Regions from separate parts of the Pan troglodytes genome. Here region 2 is linked to region 1. Evidence: chromatin contacts called from public capture Hi-C data. All regions are on one chromosome and are shown on one strand. The core of a region is the stretch at or near the end of the contact, and the rest is flanking DNA. Distances in the headings are between cores, read along the strand shown.

Region 1 (5,784 bases), core at 1,192-3,691:
AAGGGGCATATTATTCAAATTCAATTTTGAAGTTTATGTTTGTACCTTTCCTGGGGTTAGGGGCCGTTTTAGAACATGGTAATCATGGACAGTATCTGATGGTACTGATGGCCATTTCAATAGCTGTTAGCTGCAAATTCAACAAGTATAGGATACCTGTCTCCTTCTTGGGACTTTCATGGCATACCCCTTTTCCCAATAATGCTGTGTGGTAAAAAATAATAGTAATAATAATGCTGTGAGGTTCAGAGAGACTGAATAACTATCAAAAGTCATGTAAAAAAGATATATGACAGAGCTACTATTTGAACAAAGGTTTTCAGACTCCCAGGTATTCCCTGCAAAGAGAAGGTATGAGGAACAACCCCCTTTGTCTCTGTGACCCCACAGCAGCCTCTGGGCCCCCACTTTCTGATTCTTCCTCCTGTTCCTTTTTGTCTTTGATCTGCTTCTATTTCTCCTCTCCCTTTTCCTCTTGTCTTTTATCTGATCCATGCCAATCGTGCTCTCCAAAATGAAGAACCTATGATCCCTCGATTGTTGACAACCTGAGAACATTTCTTGCCCTACCCAGGACAGAAGGAAATGACATAAAAACATTTTATTCATTGGGTGAAATGGGATTATTTTTGAGCTGCTCTGTTCAACATCAGTGAGGCTGCTCAATAAAGAGAAGAGGAAACCTGGCATAAAAGAAGAAACTGGGCTTCAGCTTTGCATGCATATACATGTTTATTGCAGCACTATTTACAATAGCTGCAAAGACATAGAATAAACCCAGATGCCCATCAATGGTGGATTGGATAAAGAAAATATGGCACAATACACCACGGAATACTATGCAGCCATAAAAAAAGAAAATTATGTCCTTTGCACCAACATGGGTGCAGCTGGAGGCCATTCTCCTAAGTGAATTAGTGCAGAAACAGAAAACCAAATACCACATGTTCTTACTTATAAATGAGAGCTAAACATTGGGTACCCATTGATATAATGACAGGAAGAACAGACACTGGGGACTCCAAACATGGGGAGGGAGGGAGGAGAGTAAGGACTGATAAACTACCAATTGAGTACTATGTTTACTCCTTGGGTGACATGTTCAATTGAAGCCAAAACCTTAACATCATATCCATATAACAAATCTACACATGTACCCCCAGAACTAATATTTAAAAAAAAATAAGAAACATTTCCTCCCAGAGACAGTGTCCTAATGTGGTTTTATCAGAGTCGGTTCTTCCTGATGGGAGATAATAAATAATGGCATCTTATCCAGAAGACTTCATCAAGTACCTGAAGTTTACTGTGGGAACATCTGGGCTGTAGCCCCTCTTTCCAAGGAGCTCTGGGATCAACTTCTGATACTGAGAAGCGTGAAGTTCGAATTCAACTTTAGCCTTGTTATGCTTGTGTGTGCACTTTCACACTTATTGTTAAGGGATTCGTGAGTGGCTGAGGAGAGGAGACACAGAAGACTCCCTTTCTTTGTAATGTACAAAAAACCATAGAGAATCAGTAAATGCAGATGAATGGGAATATAAAGCACTTACTGTTCTTATGGTTCAAAGGTTTTAGAACAGGCACATCCACCTTTACTCAGCCACAACCAAGAAGACTGGAATTCAGAAGCACACTCGACCTCTAAGCCTGCCTTTCTCATCATGCTGTCTCACACTTCTCCCTGGATAAATAAAGGCGACCTGTGCCCTAGCATTGATAATGATGCTGGGGACAAAGTCAAGCTCCGACAGTGTTGGGACAGTCTCTGGAGTCTGCCTGGGCCCTGGCGCCTGAAATGGCCTGGCTGGTCCTTAGGCCGGGCCACCTTGCCTGCCTGTTTTCTGGTTTCTTTCCCTCCTGGGCCATCTGTTTTTCACCTGCCTGATGGCTGCAGTCTGCTTTCCATCTGGTCATCGTTCCAAAAACATGGGAAGCAGAATATGACAAATGGTGATAAATGGAAAGAAAGGAGTCACAAAGGTTTCAGCATTGATCATCTACAGATTTACCAGCAATTATAAAATTTGGCTCCTTCTTATTCATTTTCATCTGCATGCCAAAAGCAATCGATTGTAGTAAAGACCCGCATTCTTTGTATATTTTACTTGCCAAGTCAGTTGGAGTCCAGATGGTGACACTGACCTTTGCAGAGTTCCTCATTCTTCCCAGGAAATGTACATTCGAGGAAAAGTCAAGCCTCTTACCACTTTAGTGGTACCATTAAGAGGGTGGTTGGGGAACCTGGATTATTTTAAATGCATACACACACACACACCAAGCCTGGAACATGCTGCTTGCTCTTATCATCAAGAGTGTTATAATTTTGGGCTGGCTGGAAAGCAAAAGCTCCAAGTTAGAAAGCAATCTGTTCCACCCCTGCCCCCTCACCCTCCCTGAAGCCAGACGGCTGTAGTGCAGCTTTCTCCTCTTCAGACACACACCGGGTTGGAGCCTGTTAAATTGCATCGGCACTGACTGGACCTCACAGAGGCCCATGTTCTGTGCCCCTCCGGGAACCCTCATTGGCTTTTGGATACTTTCCTTGCTACTCCGAGTTCGCCAAATGCTGTGATAGACCCTTGTAAGGTCACAAGAGTGCAGCAATGAGAGAAAAAAAAAAGAAGCCGTGATTCTAAAACTGAACCACACTCCTACATTATCAGGATTTTTCCATTTTCCAGTGAGAGTGGAATAGTGAAGACTTTCTGCCCTGGAGCCTGATTCCTTTCCATGGATCTTAACAACAGGGGGAAATAGTAGACCCTGCACCTGCAGGAGGAGGAGGGTCTGGGGAAAGACAAAGCTGGGATTAACCTCATGCTACTAGTTATAAAGAACGATTTGGAAGGATCAGTATCACCCAAATTAGCTATTTGCCAAACACTGAATATCTATCAACTGATAACCACCCTCTTATTATTGAAATAATTTTGTTTTCATAAATCCAGTTCTAATTCAAGAAGATGCCGTTTCATGTGAACTCCATCAGATTACAGCTCTCCAGGCACAAGGGGTCGCTGGCTAAGAATCAAAGCACATGTCCAGATTTCCTCCTTCTCACTTTTCTTCTTGGTTGCTTATAGATGCTAAATTCTCCTTCCTTCCTTCTCCATTCTGTGGCTTTAGGGATTTAGAAGAACAAGAGCTAAATCCTTACTTTGTGTCAGGGTCCGTAACAAAGGCTTCACACGTCTTAACATGTTGAGTCCTCAGAGCAAAGGCATGGAGAGGTATATACTATTATCATCCCCATTTTACATATGAGGACATCAGGGCACAGATAGGTTAACTTGCCCAAGGTCACAGGCTAGTATGTGTGGGTTTGAACCAAGGCCATGGAGCTCCAGGATTTGTGCTCCTAAACATGTTGCTGTGGTCCCCCTTAGAATGTAGAGCAAGAGTTCTCAGCTGGGGGTGATTTTGCATTTGGCAGGGGCCCTCTACTTTAGCACTGTCTGGAGACATTGTTGGTTGTCACAGGTGGAGAAGCACTCCTGGAATCTCGTGAGTGGAGGCCAGGCTGGAGATGCTGCTAAACATCCTCTAATGTACAGGGCAGCTCCCCTCAGCATAGAACTCTCCTCCCTCAACTGTCAATAATGCTGACATTGAAAAAAACCCTGATGAAAAGAAATCACCGGACACATACACAGAAATGTACACAGATGTGTAAATAGTAAATCAATCAATCTATCTCTATTGATCCACCTATCTAGCTAGCTACCTATGTCTTCCTCCTGCTCCCAGAAGACAGCTAAAAGGTTTACTCTTTTGAAAGGGCCTTTAAAGTATTCACTATTTTGAAAGCTTTTAATAGTAATTTTCATATAAGAGTTATAGAGCAAAGTGATTTACAAGTTATTGTTCCTTGAAAATATAGTGGTGTGTGTGTGTAGTAGGGGTGGCTCCCACTTTAGTTCCTGTGGACTTTCCCTTTGGCTGTGGAAAGTCCAGGTCATTCCCTAAGACCTTGTACCTGTGATTTTGTCTCCACTTGGCCTTTGAGAAAAAAGCTGGGCCAGGACAGGTCATCTGGCCAACGCCAAGTTCTCAGTCATTTTAATTCTAATTACATCCAGCTTATATTACACATTATGTTAATATCACACTCCATCATGTTATAGCAATATACATTATGTAATATATTAATAGACATTACCTATTCTGTTATTAGCACATGACATTAATACACCTTATATTAACACACATTAAATATTACATCAATACACATTACATGCTACATTGACAGCACATTACAAATTACATTAATAACACATTGCAAATTACACTAATGCATACTACATATCACAGTGATGCACACTACCTATCACATTAGTAACACCTTCCATATTACATGATTAACACATTACATCTTATATTTATACACATTATATATTACATTCATAATGCACTCGATATTACATAACACATTACATCCATAACATATTACATGTTATATGTGCATAATACATATTGCATACATATTAAATATTATATATATTATGTGTTACATGTTGCATTAATAACACATTCCATATAATGTAATTATATGGAATATATGATTAACACATTACACATTGCATTAATGCACATTACACATTATATTAATAAGTACATCCTGATGCCTGGTTGAAGGAAGCTCATTCTTTCTGGAGTCCCCAACTCTAATATTCCTGGTCACCTCCAGTCCTAGTTGTCACCTGCAGCTGATCTAGACAACGCTGGTTTCTCAAAGAGCTGACAGTTCCCCCAAGGGCAGCTCCCTCCCAGGCCAGCACAGGCCCCTTGGCTGCCTGGGAAGTTCTCCATGTTCTTCACCCCAGCATGCTTCACGGCCCACAGACATCCCCTTTGTGCTGTGCTTACCCAGTGGGGTCCTGGTCCTTTGGGGTCACCCCCACAGCTGCTCTACTACAGCCCACATGGCTGACCAGGGAGACAGGTGAAGCGATGTCAGTGCTTGACAACTCACACGGCCCAGTGAGCCATTCCTCAATGCTCATCAGCTCCCACAAGTAACAGGCTCTGGCTGAGTGAAGGAGATGGTGCAGGTGCAGGTCAAGACAGGGTCACTGCCCTTCTGGAGCTTGGGTCTAGCAGGAGAGTGGAGTAGAGGTAAGACTTTAATTAAAAGACCCATTGATAACTTGGAATTAATGGTGATGTGCTGTTATATCTAGCTGTGAGGAAAAAGATCATTTGGTTTCAGTTCTTAGACCTGGGTGCTGGGCTTGGGGAAGCTTGTCCAACTCCTCTTTCCCTCCAGGTGAGTTCTGTCTTGAGGCCTCTTTCATTTGTTCCCCCTGCTCTGTGGTTTCTAGGTGCATTGCCCATCCTTCAGAGAGCTCTGTGTGAATCCATAAAAGGTGCTTAAAGCTTTTCACTCCATGAAGCCTCATCTGTCTCATGAAAGCAATAAATGTAAGTGGACATTTGGGAGGAGATGTTTGCTTTGCATGCTCATAACTGGATGGCTCATTTGGATGGAGATTGCCTCAGACATCCATGTAAGTCCTCCATCCTAGTAGACAGCAAACTACTGCAGCACGAACCATATTACATTACTAACACACTACAAATTATACTGATACACACTACATATCACAATAATTCACATTACATATTACATTAGTAACATCCTCCATATTACATGATTAACTCATTACACCTTATATGAGCTGGTTTGTGCTGCTCCCTATGTAAGCACCCTCTGTAATTCCATCAGGATCTCAAAGGTCTGGAGCTCAGGTTCAGCCACAGTACCTGCAATGCAATGAAATT
Region 2 (5,784 bases), core at 1,042-3,541, 180 kb after region 1:
GTTTTCTTTGCTGAGACCTCCAGAAAGTCAACCTGCCTCAGAAGGTGCAGGTCCCATGGGTTGTGGCCCCTCACGGGATGGTTACAAGGCAGGCAACTGAGTCACACATTTCGTTGCTTCCCAGGACACTGGAGACTTCTCACCTTGAGGGTGGGAGAGGGTGGGAGAGGTCTGACGGTTTGAAGGAAAGAGGGATTCCTAGACACTGCAGGTCTTGGTAGGGAAAATGTCTTTGTTTATGAAGCCTTGGGGAGCACAATCATGAGTGATTTGGGGAAGGATTTCCTGGGGAATGGAGACTCTGTGAAACAGACAGGTCTCGCCTCATTTCTCTCTAGTCCCTGGCAGCAGCTGCTCACAGGAAAGAGTGCAGGGTCTTTGCTAAGATTCACTGAGGTTCCAGCACTGCATAGAAACAAGTAGCTAAGTGTCCCAGTAATTGTCACCATCTGTACCTAAGAGAAAGGAAAACCTCACGTGTGACCATCTTTTTTTTTTAAGCAATCATTTCTTGAGAGAATAAAGCAGAAAAACCTGAACTTATCCTTTTGCTTGTACTAGGAGAAAGAGAAAACGCAACAAAACACACACCTGACCCCTAGCTAACCTTTCTCAGGATGGGGATGGGAGGGTCCTGTCTGGAATCTCAGAAGTTGGGGCTTCCTAAGGCACCCCTACACCCCCATTTCCTGGAATCGGCTAAAAGAAAATGGAAAACTAGCCGAGATATTTGACTGAGGTTTCTTAAGAAAACATATTCTTGGTTTGGGTTGTTTTCTGAGGGGAGGGTTGGAGCGATGTGGTTTAAGTAAGAAAATTGCTCATGAATACTGATGGAAATTATGACTCTCTTGACTGTTCCACATGTCTCTGGCTATAGTTACAGGAAGCAAAGAGGAACAGTGTTTGCGAATTACCTGGGGAACGCGGGCAGAGTGGACAACTGATCTAAAAGGCTGGAGCCAAGAAAACATCACTGCATCAGTGATCTGGGTAATTCCATGGCTGGAGCATGTGTTTAGTTACTTAAGTGGAAGGTGGGGACGATCTTATTTCGGGAGCCTGGCTGGACTCCAAGATGAAATAAGATAACCTACTTCATCTAATTTGTTGCCCACACTCCCTAGAGACTAACGCATCTCAGGTCTCTCTGACGTCTATCCTAGTGAATCTCAAAAGATTTATTTTCATACTCTTTTAATAAGGTCAGTCAACCAAAATCTAAACTACTTGACTTGACTTTGAAAATGGTTTTAGAATCACAGTTCATAGTATAAGAGCACAAACAGTTTCCATTATCTTTGAATAAATCCAATAAATAATATTCACAAATTCTAAGACACAGACAATTTTAGTTGTTTGACCAACAGAATCAGTTTTTCTCTGGTGTATCTTTGTGGTTACCCTTTATGATGTCACGTTTCTGCTATCAACTATCTATTCAGGGAAAGATAAACAGAGGGCAAACCGTATTTGTTCATATCTTTTGGGTTAAAGACACAAAAATTCTGCTTAATTGCCTTCATCAATCAGTAGAAGATCCTAAATTCCTGGGGATCATGGAGCTCAAATTGTTAGGGTGGGCCATGTGTACACAGTCATTCATTCAATAATTCATTCACTCTCTCAGCCAGTCAATAAGTGTTGCACATCTGCAAAGTGCCCAGCACTGGGCTAGGCTCTGGGCATTTCAAGATGAATAAGACCCCACTTCTGAATGATGTAAAGAGCTTTCCAGCTACACAGTGGCATTTGTAATGTCACAGGCAGTCCAAGGAGGGAGTGGTTACTTCACAGAAGTCACTAGAGAAAAAGAGTATTTATGCAGGGCCTACAAGGATGGGAAAGATTTTGGCAGGGAGAAACAGAGGGCTAAGGAGCTCTAGAAAGATGAGTTTCCAAGTATAAGCAAACTGAGGAAGCTGGAAATGAGGAAAATGGGGTGGTCACCATGGCTGAAGCTTGGGAAATGCAGAGCGGAGTGGTGGCAAATAAGCCACTGACAAATTGCCGAGTTTCTTCGGAAGCAACGAGTGGGGCTTTTCTCTGTAGTAGCTGGGAACCAAAGAAAATGTGTGCATGGAGGCAGAGGCAGTCAGGGATCTGATCGGAAAGTTCAGTGTGCTGTCAGGTGAGGAATGCATTACACAGGTGGGTTGGAAATACTGGGATAGGAGGCAAGAGATACAGACTTGAGCAAATGCCTGAGAGGGAAGCAGTAGGTTGCTGAGCAGGGCATTGCCGAGGGCAAGAGGAGAAGGAGGTGGCTGTGCAGAGGGGGCAGGCCACCCATCTGGACTCTGTCCTGGCCCCACTCTTGGCAGCTATGGGACCAGGTTTAAGTGGCCTCCAGTTCCTCTGGAGAGAGAGAAGGACTGGGTACAGCAGCCCCTCCCCCAAGCCTATTGAGACATCTGTAGGGAAGAGAGTTCAGCTCACTGGAAAGGAGAAGCCTTCAAGGCTGGAGAGGGCTGTGGTGATGTGGTTATCTAACTTTGCTGTGGGTCAGAATTGCCTGGGCAGCATAGCAAGCGGTCCCATCCCTGGAAACTCAGACTGGGCTGCCTTTGTAGCTGCACCACACTTTGGAAAACCCTAATCTCACATCTGGGGTGTTTTCTGATTCTCTGTTTGGAGGATTCTGAAGCTCAGAGGGGCTGGGTGGGTCCAGCCTGAAAGGGGCACATCCCATCACCTCTCTCTCCTCCACCATTCACAGGGACGCCCAACACGATGCCCTCCGTGTCTTCATCTCTCCCTCTCCACCTCCTCAGTCCCTTTCCCTGGACTTCATGGGAGCCTGTTGAGCTCAAAAGATCCCCAAGAGCCAAGATGCAAGCCTGCAGATTTCAGGACAGCTGGTCCTGGCGCTGCTGGCTGCTCGCAAGGGCCGGGCCTCCTCATTGCTGTCACCAGCCCCCGTTGGGCCTCATCAGAGCAAGGCCAGGCTCGGCTGATGCACGGCGCTGTATTCCTTGACACCTCCATGGGGCTTGCTGCCCAGAACGTCCCAGGCTTGCTGGAAATGCTGAAGCTCAGGCTCACCTCAGACCCACGACTCAGAGTCTGTATCTTTTCCAGATCCTGGAGTGATCGCATGTGCACATATAAATCGGAGACGCTTTGGCTTCCATAGCCTCTGCTGGCTGTAACTAATCCTTCCTCACCCCATACTGAGGGAAAAGAAAGAAGGGAAGGGAGGGAAAGGAAGGGAAGAGAAAGGAGAAGGAAGGACAGGGGGAGAGAGAGAGAGAGAAAGGGAAGGAAGGAAGGAAAGGAAAGAAGGAAGGAAGGGAGGAAGGGAGGGAAGGAGAAAGAGAAAGGAAGGAAGAACAGGAGGTTAGGAGAGAGGAATGAAAGAAAGAGAATGAGAGAGGGACAGAGGGAGGGAGAGAGAATGATTCTGTGAGTCTCTTAACTCTGGTCCTCCTGTTACACATCTTTTCTTCTACTTTTCCTTTGTTTCACACTTAAGCTTTGAAGATGTAAAGTAGGACCAGAGGGTGGGAAATTCAAGAACCTTGAAATAAAAGACCTTTCTGTTTGCCTTTCATTTCCTAAAAAGGAAGTCCTCACTGACTGTTCCTGTAAGGGATATTAAGCTGTGTGGATTATGAGTGATTCGTCACACAGCAATTTGGAGCAGGAAGCACACGAAACCCTAGAGCTAGCCTGCACGCAACTAATTGAAGCCCTCAATTAATCGGATTGGCTTCCACCTTCAGGAGAAAAGCAAATACTAAGAAAACAAATTAGCACCTGGAATTTAACAACTTCCCTTTTTTGGTGTGGGGGCGCATTATATTCAGAGTACATGATAACTGATGGCTCGTCTCATAGGCACAGACATCTTTACAGTCCTCTAAGGCAGAGTGGTGTGGTGGAAACGGAGTTGGCAGAGGCATCAGATCTGCCCGGGTTTCCATCCCAGCTCCAGCATGCATGGGCCGTGTCGCTTGGCAAGCAGTCTCACCACTCAGAGCCTTGATTTCAGGATTAAAAAAATAATAACCTATTCAACAGAATCATGGTCGAGAAGATTAGGGGTTTGTGCAACTCCTCACCTGGTGGATACTCAACCGGAATGAGTTCTCTTTCTCAGTTCCTGCCTACAGATCTATAGACACTTAGCTTTAAAAGCTTTGATTATGGCCAGTTGCCTGGTCTACCTAATACCGGCAGAGGAGTGTATTTTCCCTACTATGGTGGAACAGAGGTAAAGGTTTTCCAAGTTTGAAGCAATCATACAAACAAAATAGGAGCCCAAAGACTTCTGCGGAGCTTTGGAATGAGAGGTGCCCATTTTGGTTTCAGAAACGCCAGCGCCATCTCTTGGAGGAGCATGAAATTGTTTCCTTGGGCTGAAGAAGCATCCATGGGCCCCAGGTAGGTTCAGTTGGTCCTCTCCTTCTTTCAACTGTAGTTTCAGACTGGAACCCCAGGGCTTCTTCCAAGGGAAACATTCTTACTTATTTCCTTATAAAGGTCCTGCATACCCTTGTTTGTCTGTCTTCCAATCAAACCATTCTTTCTCTCTAATTTCATCGGGTCCAGTATTTCCAAATTTCAGTCCCAGTTTGTAAATCTACAACTCAACCCAAACCTTCAAAGACTGAATTTTCTAAGTGGTTAGTTATCCTTCTAACACAGAGGGTCTTCCTTCTAACACCCTAGCAGAGGCCGGGTAGCCTAGCACTCAAGATCCTGGACTCTGAAGCTAGACCACTGTGTTTAGCATCCCCTCAGCCTTCCAGCTGTGTGACCTTGGAAAGTTACTTGACCTCTCTGTGCCTCAGTTTCCCCACCCACAAAATGAGGCTGACAGCAGACACCACCTAGAATGGTTGTTGCAGCATTACAGGAGTTCACACCTGCAGCACTCGGTGCAGGCCTGCGACGGATCATGAGCAAGTGTTTGCCATCATCTTGGTTTTCCGTGGCTGTTCCCTTACACACCACTTACGACGCTGGACTAGGATTTCACTTGACTTGTCCGGGTTACCCACCAGGCGGTGTTTCTGTAGCATGGGCAGTAAAGGCAGCATAAATCTAGGCCACACTCACAAATGCACATTGTTAGCACACAAACCCCGTGATTCAGATGCAGGTGGTCTGGGGGCCTGATTTTTAGAGCTGCTGCACTCAGTTTTGTGCTCCTAGGGAGCAGGGACTAGCTCCATCCATCTCAGACCCCAGCCTGCATGCAGCGAACACCCGCCCCCTTGAAAGTGCTCAGCTCAAGTTGCTTTCCTTCTCCATCTTCTTTAATAAATGATCTTGGAGTGAACAAATGGGAGGCTGACAGTATTACACTAAAATAACAGGAGTTTCTGGTCACCTGAGAAGCACAATGGTCTCTCATCTTCTCTTTACTCCATTAGGAGTTCATATGCCTGCATTTTCCTCATTAAATCTGAGGTGCTTTTCTGAACTCTATCTGAGAAGGAGATGAAGTAATCAATGAGTGTCTCACACACAAACACATGGAAACAGGTTCTTAGTGAGAGCGGTGGGGACTCTGACTCCAAATTTAATGATTTTTCACTAAAAAGGAATGATGCTTCCCTTCACTAGAAAGCAATGATGTCTTCGGTGGTTGCATCAATGACCAAACATGTATAATAAACTGCTTCTTTGAACTTGAGGACATCTGATGAAGAGATAGAAAGCAAAACAAGCCTTCACAGATGGTAATAGTGCTGGGACACATCACCTTTTGTGAATAACTGAAGAGCATATATTAATAACAGAAATCACATTGGTGTGCCCTTACTGAGGATCGAC

What was found. Capture Hi-C pulls out chosen DNA fragments and counts their contacts.
Region 2: a contact with region 1 is called in a capture Hi-C map of stem cell-derived neural stem cells, with 4 times the contacts expected there. The contact joins two enhancer-like sites. A contact is called at or near these places in 5 of 7 Hi-C or Micro-C datasets (blood, induced pluripotent stem cells, a lymphoblastoid cell line and 1 more) and 1 of 1 other capture datasets (stem cell-derived neural stem cells).

The regions. Positions count from the first base shown.
Region 1 is chr22:38,868,265-38,874,048 of NHGRI_mPanTro3-v2.0_pri, forward strand. It overlaps LOC747480 (Down syndrome critical region protein 8), which reads left to right. Exons shown (of 6, transcript XM_003949171.5): 6 at 5,325-5,784. Among named protein-coding and RNA genes, the nearest start is that of KCNJ15, 83 kb to the right of the region's middle. Within about 2 kb of position 2,442, at least 1 of the 24 cell types and tissues checked has an H3K27ac peak or open chromatin away from gene starts, as enhancers often do. A contact at or near this core is called in stem cell-derived neural stem cells, where this site is marked.
Region 2 is chr22:39,048,075-39,053,858 of NHGRI_mPanTro3-v2.0_pri, forward strand. No RefSeq gene overlaps it. Among named protein-coding and RNA genes, the nearest start is that of KCNJ15, 97 kb to the left of the region's middle. Within about 2 kb of position 2,292, at least 1 of the 24 cell types and tissues checked has an H3K27ac peak or open chromatin away from gene starts, as enhancers often do. A contact at or near this core is called in stem cell-derived neural stem cells, where this site is marked.